3 separate regions of the Mus musculus genome follow, and all the other regions are linked to region 1. The links are chromatin contacts, called in public HiChIP or PLAC-seq maps. All regions are on one chromosome and are shown on one strand. The core of a region is the stretch at or near the end of the contact, and the rest is flanking DNA. Distances in the headings are between cores, read along the strand shown. Region 1 holds the start of Cope (coatomer protein complex, subunit epsilon). Region 2 overlaps Gm45929 (predicted gene, 45929). Region 3 holds the start of Crtc1 (CREB regulated transcription coactivator 1).

Region 1 (3,784 bases), core at 891-3,390:
AAAGGAAGGTCATCCTGGACTCCATAGTGAATCCAAGGCCAGTCTAAGCTATGTGAGATGGCTGCCAAGCCTGATGACCTGAGTTCAATTCTCAGGACCACACATACTTAACCCTCCCCGTGATGAGGCATCCTGACAGTCCCCTGGCCTGGCTGTCCACGGCTTTCCTGCATAATACTCTGTGCCCTTCCCCAGGCTGTCCACACTCACCTGTGCGAGGTATGCTCTGTATAGGAAGACATCCCTCTCTACTTCCCGCTCAGGACTGGAGAGCTGTGAGAAGATATGCAGAGTGAGGCTGGGCAGCCTCCCTGCTAGGCTCATAGCTCTGGGTCTCAGCTGGAATCCAGGAGACCCAGAAGCCCCAAAGCCTCCAGAGGGCACCCAGTGTGCAAAGCCCTGATCTTCTCTCAACTGATGCGAGCCCAAGGAGGCTCCGCCGTCATCCCAGTATCACAGCGTCATCCCAGTATCACAGCGTGCAGTGCCACTACGGCTACAGCAGCAGCACAGCTGCATGCCCCAGCCCTGTTGGGCGCTTTACAAGCTCAATGAATTTGGCTTTGATTTTATTATTTTGGGAGTTTTGGAGACAGGGTTTCATGCAGACTAGGCTGGCCTCAAACTCACTACATAGCTGAGAACAAGTTGGATCTTCTTGCCTCTTGTCCAGAACCTTAACAAAACAGCTTTTTAGCCTGGTAAGGACAAGCCTCCACATAGTTTACCTGAGCCATGCCCCAGCCCATCACAGCCCTGACTCTGTTTCACATTCAAAACAGGCAAGTCTAAGACCACCACTTTCTACACCCATTCTGCCATTTCCTGGCTCTCTGTGCTGCCTCTGTTGCCAAGGCTACTATACCTAGAAAGCCTGTAGTTCCACCAACTCCATCCCTTACTGAGCCCAGCAGGAATGCTGTTTTCCACGAGTGCACAGTGAAGAATGAGTGACAGGTGATTCTGTCAACAACACACACAGGCTGTTGCAAACACGGGTCACATCTTTAATGAACTAAAGACAAGCTGAGCATTGTGGCACAGGCCTGTCATCCTGCATCTGGGAGGCTGAGACAAGACTGCTACATCTAGGGACAGCCTGGGCTATATGAAGCTGCTTAAAACATAAAACAAAACCAGGGCAAGGATTTAGCCTGTGGAGCATTTGCATCGAAGCTGTGCTTTGGCTGTGCACACTATGATCCCAGCACTCCAGAGAGCAGGCATGGCCATCAGGAATTCAGTGCTCTTCAGCAACATGGGGAGTCTGAGGCCAGCCTGGGCTAAAGGAGACTGTCTTCTTTTATAACCAAACTTCCCTTTTGGGGGGAGTGGGGGAGGCGAGGAGGGTACAGTTCAAGACGGGGTTTTTCTGTAGCACCCTGGCTGTCCTGGAAGTCGCTATGTAGATCAGAGTGGTCCAAAACTCAGAGACTTGACTGCCTCTGCCTCTGGGTGCTGGGATTTAAGGCACACCAAGCTACCTCCGGTTTAGGACTATTATTAAGACAGATTACAGTATTACCCGAACTGACCTAGAACTGCTTATGAAGATCAGGCTGACCCTAAACTTACAGAGATCAGCCTCCCAAGTGCTGGAATAGAAGGCGTGCACCATGATGCCTGACTTTAGACACTTAAAAAAGGGGGGCGGGGGGGGTTTAAAAACGAAACAGTAAGAGGTTTTATGATGGAGCTAGTGGCGCACACCTGTCACCTCACCATTACCCTGACTTCAGGTCAGCCTGGGCTATAAAGTGAGCCCCTGTCAATCAACCACCAGAAAGTTGGAAGCTTGGCACAGGGGTGCACACCTGTCATCCTAGCACTGGAGGGGTGAAGACTGGAGGCGCAGGACCTCAAGGTTAGCCTCGGTTACAGAGTAAATTGAAAACCATCCCTAATTATAAGAGAAACCGAGTCCTCGGACCAGAACCTCAGAGCGCGCCGGAAGCTGCTCCGCACGCTGCCCACCTTCACGCGCTGAGCCTCGTTGATGCACTGCTGGTAGCTGCCGATGTAGAAAGCGTTCTTCACGTCGAACAGCTCATCTACCTCTCCGGAGCCGCCAGAGACCGCGCCAGGAACCGGAGGAGCCATGTCACCGCACCTCTAACCAACCTTCTTCTGGGACACGTAGGCCGGAAGCAGGTCCCCGTCGTCAGGAACTCTGGGAAACGTAGTTCTATGGGACAAATCAGAGGCGATGAAAAAGAAACCTTGCAAAGCCTCCCGAGAACTATAGTTCGGATTCCGTCAACAAACACAAGGCCTTCAGAACCAAAACACTGAAAAGCGGTCAAAGCTCGGATTGGTTGAAGGATCTGGAGAGGGTCTCTCCGTGACGTCACATTCCTCCGCCAACGTCCTCTCACAACTTTTCCAGGCCGGACTGCGCCGGGGTGGACGTGACGTAGCATTCACGCGCCGGAAGCACTCATTTCTAGGTTCTCTGCCCGGGTCTGGAGCATGGCGGGGTTCGCTGAGATCGGGTTGTCGTCGTGGCTGGTAGAACAGTGTCGACAGCTGGGGTTGAAGCAGCCCACGCCGGTGCAGCTCGGGTGCATTCCGGCCATCCTGGAAGGTGAGTTCTCGCCTTTCTTTTAATGCCTTTCTTTGCCCGCTCTTCCTTAGCCCCACTTGGGTTCCAGGAATCAGGACAGCATTGAGTGTTTCGGGGACCCTGACCCGCAGCATTGACATTTACGCTGCGACCGACTCGTGTTCATTATCACACAGGTGATGGGTGGCACCTCTTAAGTTTTCGTAGCACCCGAGCATAGGGAGAGATCGGTGAATGACTAAAACATGGCACTGAAAAAAAAAAAGGGTAGAGCTGGCTTTGACGTAGAAGCCGTCAAACTCCAGGTAAAAACCAATGCTCCGTGTTTGTGTCAGTGCTCTTCGACCCAGTTCACTTTTGCCATTAAAGAGGCGTCCTTGGAGCCGGACGTGGTGACTCTCAGTCATCTCAATACTGAGCAGGTGGAAGCAAGAGGATCAGGAGTTCAAGGTGATCCTCAGTTTGGTAGCAAGTTGCAGACCAGCCTGGGCTACCTGAAAATTTGTTTCAAACAAGCAATTATAATAATTGTTGGAAATTAGATAATAACACGTTCAAGGGACTAGTGGAAATGAAACAGTTTTAAATATTCAATTCTGGAGAAAGGGGTACCAGCATAGAGAAAAGGCAAAAATAGCTGGTGTGGTGATTTCAAGCAAGTTTTTGAAGCCTTTCCCCAAATATGGGAAATTCCTGACCTTTTCTTCCATAGACCTGCAGGGCTTTTCCCCTCCCCAAATTCCCCATCCCATTGGTCCATTGGGGCCCCAAGTCTTCTCTAATGAATAGTTTGGGTCTTGAGGCTGCCTCTCTTCTATTCTCTTTTCTTTCTTTTTTTTTTCCCTTGTTTTTTTGTTTTTTTGAGACAGGGTTTCTCTGTATAGCCCTGGCTGTCCTGGAACTCACTCTGTAGAACAGGCTGGCCTTGAACTCAGAAATCTGCCTGCCTCTGCCTCCCAAGTGCTGAAATTAAAGGTGTGCGCCACTACTGCCTGGCTGCCCTTCCTTTCTAATCATGGGCTCAGTCACATAGCAGAGCACCTGTAACTCTCCGAGTCTTAGACTAACTAGGGGAGAGAAGGACCCAGTGCCTCCAACTCATCTGTAGCTCTAGTGAACTGTAAGCTCACCTCGTACTAAAAGCAGACCATACCCATCTATTTCTTACAATAATGAGGGAATGCCCAAGGGACCAATCATGGCCCTTGCTCCACACTGATG
Region 2 (3,784 bases), core at 713-3,212, 140 kb after region 1:
GGCCAGGGCTACATAGTGAGACCCTATCTAAAGAATTAAAGTATGAAGAGTGGTTGAGGAAGACCCCTGCCCCCACGGTGACCTCTGGCCTCCACACAACACAAGAGAGAAAGCTGAGGCAGAGACGACCCCGTTCCCCCTCCCCCCAGCTCATCTACACACTTCCTCTTAGACTTCCCCAGCAGACACCTTGCCCAGAAATACATGAAAGAATGCAAATCTTCGATCACTCAGCACGGGCTAGAGACGCTTGTGGCCCAGGTGTGGCGTGGAGTGCGGAGGCGGCCGCCAGGGCTCAGCAGACCTATTTGTACTTCTATGCAAATTACCCAGCCACAAACGGACCCCCCTGCCTCAGCTCCAGATGTTGGGGTGATCGGAATGTGGGGAGGAGGGGGCAGCATATTATAAATATGTTGGGCATAAGGAGGAAGCTGAGAGCCGGGGAGAAGCCTTCTACACCCAAGTGTTGTTCATGTAGGAAGAGGGTGTTCAGCTGTGCAGTGATGTCACCCAGCACTGGTGAGGTGGAAGGTTGGGGATCATTTGGAGATCAAGGGCATCCAAGGCTACATAAGTAGTTTTGGAGGCCACCCTGTGCTACATGAAATCCTGTCTCAAAATTAATTAACTAAAGTGAAATCTTAAAACAAACTAAAATGCTTCTCCTGGCTCATGACTGCCACAGGGACAGTGTCCATCCAGCCCAGACTGATGTGACAGGGAGAGGTAGGGCTGGGTCCTGGAGGAAACCCTGACTAGCTGTGAGAGGGCAGTCTAGACAGTGGTACACATAGAGGAGAGCTCACGGGGGTGGGGGTGGGATGGGAGGGGATACCAGGGGCTGCGATGTAGGTGACCCACATACCCAGGGTTGGCCAAGAGCTCAGGGCTGAGCACTGAGGGGCGAGGTGCTTGGAAAACCAGAAATTCTCTGTGACAGACAGGGCAAGGGGCAGTAACACATCTGCTGCCCAAGCAGAACCAGGAGCACCTTGTATCCAGGGCAGCAGATTGACAAACCTGATGAGCTGAGTGTGATCACAGGATGCACAGGGTGGAGGGACAGGACCCATTCCTGGAAGCTGTCTTCTGAGATCCATACACCAGTTATGGTGATCGCACGCCCAGAAAAATTAATGATTGTTAAAGTTTTGTTTTAAAGGCAGGCTCTCACTATGTAGCCCTAACTGTCTTGGATCTCCTGTAAACCAAGTTGATCTAAACTCAGAGATCGCCTTGCCTTTGCCTCCTGGGATTAAAGCCATGCACCACCACACTTGGCTTTGGATGCAATTTTTTTTAATTAAAATAAAACATACCTCCCCACATACACTCAACCCTTCTGTCTGGTGGGATATGGTTAGTAAGTCGATCAACAAACTGCCTGAAAGGCTTCTAAACCACAAACTATCACCTCTCCAGCTTGGTGAGGCCTCTGGGTCCCCAGGTGTTGAAATGAGGGCGACTAGGAAGAGATCCCATTTTCCCAGTGACCTTTTGCCTCTTACCCCAATGAGGTCTCCGTTCCCCCCGCCCCCCACCGTCAATGAAAGCAGGTTAGAAACACTGTCTCCCCCTACCCCAAGGGCTTTCGATTTGTCTTTCCTTTTCCGAAGACCTGAGTGTCAGGCCTCGTCCAGCTTCCGACTTGTTCCCTGCGATGGGCCACTGGGCTGCACAGGGACCCACAGCCCAGCGTGAGCAGAGAAAGCAGAAGTGAGAGGCAGGTGGGGAGCCAGGCCCGCGGGACACGCGGCCTCACGCAACCCGGGCTGCGGTTTCATCACCTGCTCCCAGGACTCCTCATTACGAGAACAGGAAGCGCCCCCTGGAAAGCCGGGACCCCTCCCCGCCCTCTCCCGCGGGCCCCAGCAGCCGCTGAGAGCGACCCCAGCTGCCCATCTCCTTGCCGCTACAGCCGACGACACGCCCCTGTGGGCGGGGTCTGGGGCGGGAGGCGGGGCCTCGCCCACCGCAGCTCTGGGCCAAGCATCTGCCTGGCTGAGCTAGCTCCCATACTCTCCCTGCAGCAGCCGCATCTTAACCACCAAAATCCGGTCAGTCTGGGCCGCCCAGGGGTGTCTGGCTGCCTAGCCCTTTCAGAGGCAGGTGGATCTCTGAGTTCAAGATCAGCCTGGTCTGCATAATGGGTTCCAGCACAGCCAAGGCTACGTAGTGAGATCCTGTTTCAAAACAAGAGTGACAAAAATGTAGGAAAAAAAAAAAAAAAAAACCTACACACAGCCGGGCGTGGTGGCGCACGCCTTTAATCCCAGCACTCGGAAGGCGAATTTCTGAGTTCGAGGCCAGCCTGGTCTACAATGTGAGTTCCAGGACAGCCAGGGCTACACAGAGAAACCCTGTCTCGAAAAAAAACCAAAACAACAACAACAACAAAAAACCCCTACACATAATATAAAATTCAATTTTAGCGGGGTTGGGGGAGGTGGCTGAGAAGACTCAGTAAGGGTAAGATACAGGTAAGCATGTGGACCTAAGGTTGAGACCCAGAACCCACGTACTAGCCAGGCAGTTCCTAAGGACTTGATAGCGGGCTGGTCTTGCTAAAATGCCAATCTCCAGGTTCAGTGAGAGGCACTCGCTCAGAAAGGTAAAGTGCATGTGTACGTGTGATTATCTGCCTGGTCAAGGCCACTGCCCCAGAAGCCTAATCTTGCTGTCCCATGTTAGGGACACCTAAGGCCCCCAGCCTTGTCCCCTGAGCCTCCACAGTGGCTGCAGGGACAGCCCAAGATTTCCCTCTTTGTTCCACAGAAAGATCTTCCTGTGGGGAATTGGTCCTCAGAGGCCCAGGCCTCCCTGCTTGGGAAATTAACACATCTGTCAGCACTGGGCGGAAGGGACTGTACCCATGGCCTCAAAAAGCCCCAAGACATACCAGATGGAAACCTGAGTTGAGGTGTGTGTGACATCCTGTGTCCTCCTCTGTATGCCCAGAAATGTTAGGGACACCCAGGCAAGGGGGCAGACAAATAATGGGTTCCCCTCTGGCCAGTCAATGGCAGATACATAACTCTGTCTGTCTGCAGGAGGTCTGTGTGGAAGGGATGGAAATAACACCACCTCTGGTGGCACATGCCTGACATCCAGCAGCTGAAGGTAGGGGTGGGCAGGCCAGCTGCACAGTGAATCTGAGTGATAGCCACCTAGCCTGTATAAGACCTATGGAAAAGAAAGGAAATGAAGGAAGAGGAAAGTGGGGAAACTCAGGCAAGAAACTGTGAGAGTAGCTTTGACAGAGGGTCCAGGAAGGCCTGTCTGAGGAGGGGTCTTGAGGATAGGAGGACGCCATCCAGGTTCTAGTCTGCCTGGTAGACAGTAGAGCCAGTGCAAAGGCCCTGAGGAGGGAGGCTGAAGCCTACTCCTAACCAAGACACTTGCCTGTCTTGCCACCTGCCCTGGGGGAAAGTCCACTGCCTCCACCAGGGTGGACAGGGTGATTGGGGGCTGCAGACAGTGGAGAGCATGGGCAGAGCACTATGGGAAGGTTATGTCGATCCACTGTTCTTGATGTAGTGGCTGTGGTGGGGTGAGAGGCTTTTGAAGGCAGGAAGCTGGGAGGGGAGCACATCTGGAGCAGCTGTGGCCTGGACTACCAGCGTTGCAGGTTGGGAGAGAAGATGGGAGAAGCTGGAGTTTGCAGCTGTGGGGACGGTTGGGAGAGAAGATGGGAGAAGCTGGAGTTTGCAGCTGTGGGGACGCCATGTCTTAACCAGCACTGTTGCTCCCTTCTTAGCCCTCACCTCACCTGGGGTGAACT
Region 3 (3,784 bases), core at 906-3,405, 140 kb before region 1:
GGATCCAGTCGTCGTCAGGCCATTGTTCCACCACTCTGGGGGATAGGACTGATAAGTTACAGCCAAGGCTGTGGGGTGAATGGAGTGAGGACACAGCCCCCAGGTGGTTACCTGCTGACCTCTACTCCCTCCCAGCCCATGTCTGCTCTGTTCTCCTGTGTCTGTGATGGGTTCCCTTCAGACCAGAGTAAATGGCAGAGACAGCTGGTGTTTATCAATGCACATTAATTTCACTAAAGCCTTCTAAAGCCATGGGAGACAGCCAGGATCACAGTCAGAGCCCAATTATAGCCAGGGGTCCCCCTTCCAGGCAGCTGTAGGCTTTGTCTGTGCCTTTGACCTCTCAGGACAATAGTGAGAACTAGCTGGTAGACAGAAGTGTGTCCCATCTCCCCTCTTCCTGGCAGAGATGGTGGTCTCAGGCATTGCCAGGTAGGAAAGATGGACCTAAGTAAATTTGGAAGGACACAATGGCCCCAGTAGCGGAAAGGCCTGTGTCTCCAGCTTCACACAGTTCAAAGTCTTACCACCTTGAGGCTCTGTTTTCCTCTGTGTGGTCTGGGTTTCATACAGTCTCCTTCAGCACAGCATGTGTGTGTGTGTGCATGTGTGCCACAGACATGTGTGCCTTTTTCTGATCCCTTCTACTTCTTCATGTGAAGCAGAGCATCCCACTGAATGGAACGTGAGGCTCCCCTTTCAGTAGAGTGATTGGCCAGTCCCCTATCTGCAGCACTCAATGGCCACGCCAAACTTTAATGTGTGTGCCTGTACAGCAAATGCTAGCATAACGGAGCCTTCTCTCTAGCTCTATTTGTTTTTATTTATTTATTGCTTGCTTTTCTTTTCTTTTTTTTTTTTCTGAGGCAGGGTTTCTCTGTGTAGCCCTGACTGGGTAATCGCTTTGTAGACCAGGCTGGCCTTGAACTCAAAGAGAACTGCCTGCCTCTGCTGGGATTAAAGGCACGTGCCACTATGCCTGACCTTAGCTCTCTAATTTTTCTTTCTTTCTTTTTTTTCAAGACAGGGTTTCTCTGTAGTCCTGGCTGTCCTGGAACTCACTCTGTAGACTAGGCTGGCCTGGAACTCAGAAGTCTGCCTGCCTCTGCCTCCTGAATACTGGGATTAAAGGTGTGTGCCACCACTGCCTGGCAATATTTTTAAATTTAAAACATTTATCTATGTATCTCTGTGTGTGTGTGTGTGTGTGTGTGTGTGTGTGTGTGCACATGCTATGTGTATATTTAACTTCTTGCCAAGGCCAGAAGAGGGCGTTGGATTTCTAGAACCTTAGTTGCAAGGGCATATGAGCTATTCCATGGGATCACAAAGTCAGGTCTTTCTCGAGGACAGCAGGTGCCCTTAGTCTCTGAGCAATCTTTCCATCTTTCCAGAGAGCCCCCCCCCATTTGTCTTTTTTTCTCCGTGTCCTGTGTCACAGGCTGGTTTGAACTCACTCTACAGGTAAGGGTGGCTTGAATTCCCCATCCCCTTGGCTCCAGCTGGTCGTACCATCATGGCCAGTACTGTCTTTTTTCTTAGAAGGCGCAGCACATTTCTCCCATTTGAAACTTTATTATAAGTGTGGTGTGTGTGTGTGTGTGTGTGTGTGTGTGTGTGTGTGTGTGTGTGTGTATTGCTGGGGACCGAACCCCGGCTTCTGTGTGCCAAGTCAGGCTCTGCCCAGGAACTGTACTTTGGGACCCCTGCTCAATTCCTGGTAGGAAGTCTGCTCCCTTCCCCGGCTGTGTAGCCCAGGGCCCACTCTGTTCATGCCTGTGCCCTGGAATACAGCAGGCGCGCCAACAAGTCCTCAGCGAATGCTGGAGTCCAGTGAATGCAGGCATCAGTTCTGCCGTGTCCTCTGCCACTCAAGTCCCTCGCTGATGGGACAGGACCCGGACCGCTGTCCAGCGAACCACGCGCACTGCAGTGCGCCTGCGTAGGCACGCCCCTCCCAGGCTCCCGACGCGTTGCCCAGGCACGCGCAGGCGTGTTCACCCCAACGCCACACGCCTCTCCCGCGCGCCGGCGCCACGCTCTGGGCCGTGCTTGCGCCTGCGCGTTCTCTCCGGCCGTGGGCCCGGCCGGCGCCTGCGCGGTGGCTCCCGAGAGTGGGGGGGGCCAGGAGGTGGAGGAGGAGTAGGAGTAGGAGGAGGCGGCGAGAAGATGGCGACTTCGAACAATCCGCGGAAATTTAGCGAGAAGATCGCACTGCACAACCAGAAGCAGGCGGAGGAGACGGCGGCCTTCGAGGAGGTCATGAAGGACCTGAGCCTGACGCGGGCCGCGCGGGTGAGAGCGCGGGGGAGGGGAGGGGAGGAGGGAGGGGAGGAGGAAGAGACGCGGGGGCGGGGCTGCGGCCGCCGCAGGTGTCCCCACGCCGCCACAGCGCTGAGCGGCTGCTCGCGAGATTGCTCTTTGGACTTGACAGGTGGTCCCATCGCAGCTACCTGAGTGGACTGGTGTCATCTATTATTGTTGTCTGAGGGGACATGTGCCATCATCATAGCTATCAGAATGGACACGTGTCACCCCCCTGATTGCTACCTGATGGTACAGGGACTGCATCATTGCTACCTCGTAGGACCTACGACTCCATCATTGCTACCTGAGGGGGCAGGTGTCACCCTTCATTGCTACCTGGTGGGGCAGGTGTCACCCTTCATTGCTACCTGGTGGGATAGGTGCCACCATCTTTGCTACCTTCAGGGAGAGTTGTTCCCTTAGTGTTATCTGTGTGGATAAGTGGCCCCATTGTTGCTACCTTGAGGGGATAGTTGTCACCCTTTATGCTACTTGAGTGGACAGGTCTCCATTAATGCTACCTGAGTGGACGGTTGTCACCCTTCATTGTTACCTAAAGGAAAGGGGTCCTTTCATCGTTATTTGAGGGCACAGTTGTCACTCCATTGGCACCTGAGGAGGAGGTGATACTGTATCATTGTCACCTGTGCCTTCCTTGGTACTCCTACTTCTGCCGTGAAGGAGATGTTATCCCTCCTGGATAGCTGAGGATATCCCTCCTCCATGTTTGGAGTCAGCATAGAGGTGGCTGCTTGGTTCCCATGCATGACAGGGAACAGCTGCCAACAGACTGGGTGGCTGGGCCATTTGACAGGCATAGCTGGCCTTGCTAGGTTCTTGGCCAAGTGGAGTGGATGCGGAGCCTTATCCTTCCATGTCAAGTGTGTGTCATCAGACTTTCCTCAAGGGTGAAGGAGGTGATGCTGGTGTGTGGCATGTTCTGCACACCCTCAGACCTGGGTTCTGAGTCCCATGTGACCTGCCAGGGGTACTTACATGAGGCTTGGATTCATCAGTGGGCACCTTTGGGTCAGGTAATCTTATAGTCAGTTGCTTGTTTCTCCAAGATTGTGGCATCGTAGGCGAAAGTGAGTGATTGAATGTGGTGGTTTTCTCACTTTCAATCAGACTCTGTCCCCAAAGCCCTCGGGGCGGGGGAGGGGGGTGAAGGGGGGCATGTTCTCCCTCAGTGTATTGAGAAAGGCATTGAGAAAGGGCAATGAATGAACAAATAAACAGTGTATCATCTGCCGGGTGGAGATGGTGGTGCACAACTAATCCCAGCACTCGGGAGGCAGAGGCAGGATGATCTCTGAGTCCAAGGCCAGCCTGGTCTACAGAGTGAGTTCCAGGGCAGCAGGAGCTACACAGAGAAATCCTGTCTCCAAAAGCCAAACCAAAACAAACAAAAAGTGTTACCATCCCTGTGTTACTTACAGGGCAGTTGAGTTTGCTTCTTGTTTCTAGCACATAGTAG

Evidence for each region. HiChIP or PLAC-seq counts read pairs in DNA pulled down with a chosen protein or histone mark.
Region 2: a contact with region 1 is called in an H3K4me3 HiChIP or PLAC-seq map of embryonic stem cells, with 13 read pairs. The contact joins the enhancer-like site here to the promoter of Cope in region 1. A contact is called at or near these places in 1 of 39 promoter capture datasets (liver), 1 of 484 Hi-C or Micro-C datasets (nephron progenitors), 3 of 115 datasets of contacts at active chromatin or transcription factors (effector CD8 T cells and embryonic stem cells) and 4 of 9 other capture datasets (adipose tissue, embryonic stem cells, liver and 1 more).
Region 3: an H3K4me3 HiChIP or PLAC-seq map of embryonic stem cells shows a contact between it and region 1, with 21 read pairs. The contact joins the promoter of Crtc1 here to the promoter of Cope in region 1. A contact is called at or near these places in 1 of 39 promoter capture datasets (macrophages), 6 of 484 Hi-C or Micro-C datasets (CD4 T cells, embryonic stem cells, granulocytes and 2 more), 7 of 115 datasets of contacts at active chromatin or transcription factors (the SCID.adh cell line, astrocytes, effector CD8 T cells and 3 more) and 3 of 9 other capture datasets (adipose tissue, liver and pancreatic islet).

The regions. Positions count from the first base shown.
Region 1 is chr8:70,301,123-70,304,906 of GRCm38.p6, reverse strand. Cope (coatomer protein complex, subunit epsilon) reads right to left here and starts at 2,140. Exons shown (of 10, transcript NM_021538.2): 1 at 1,975-2,140; 2 at 211-273. The coding sequence starts at 2,100. It overlaps Ddx49 (DEAD box helicase 49), which reads left to right and starts at 2,455. Exons shown (of 13, transcript NM_001024922.2): 1 at 2,455-2,584. The coding sequence starts at 2,470.
Region 2 is chr8:70,156,694-70,160,477 of GRCm38.p6, reverse strand. The region is part of intron 1 of Gm45929 (predicted gene, 45929); the gene reads right to left. All of the region lies in intron 1 of Mef2b (myocyte enhancer factor 2B), which reads right to left. Among named protein-coding and RNA genes, the nearest start is that of Mef2b, 5.8 kb to the right of the region's middle. Within about 2 kb of position 1,962, at least 231 of the 459 cell types and tissues checked have an H3K27ac peak or open chromatin away from gene starts, as enhancers often do. A contact at or near this core is called in effector CD8 T cells, embryonic stem cells, nephron progenitors and 1 more, where this site is marked.
Region 3 is chr8:70,437,944-70,441,727 of GRCm38.p6, reverse strand. Crtc1 (CREB regulated transcription coactivator 1) reads left to right here and starts at 2,155. Exons shown (of 14, transcript NM_001004062.2): 1 at 2,155-2,295. The coding sequence starts at 2,170.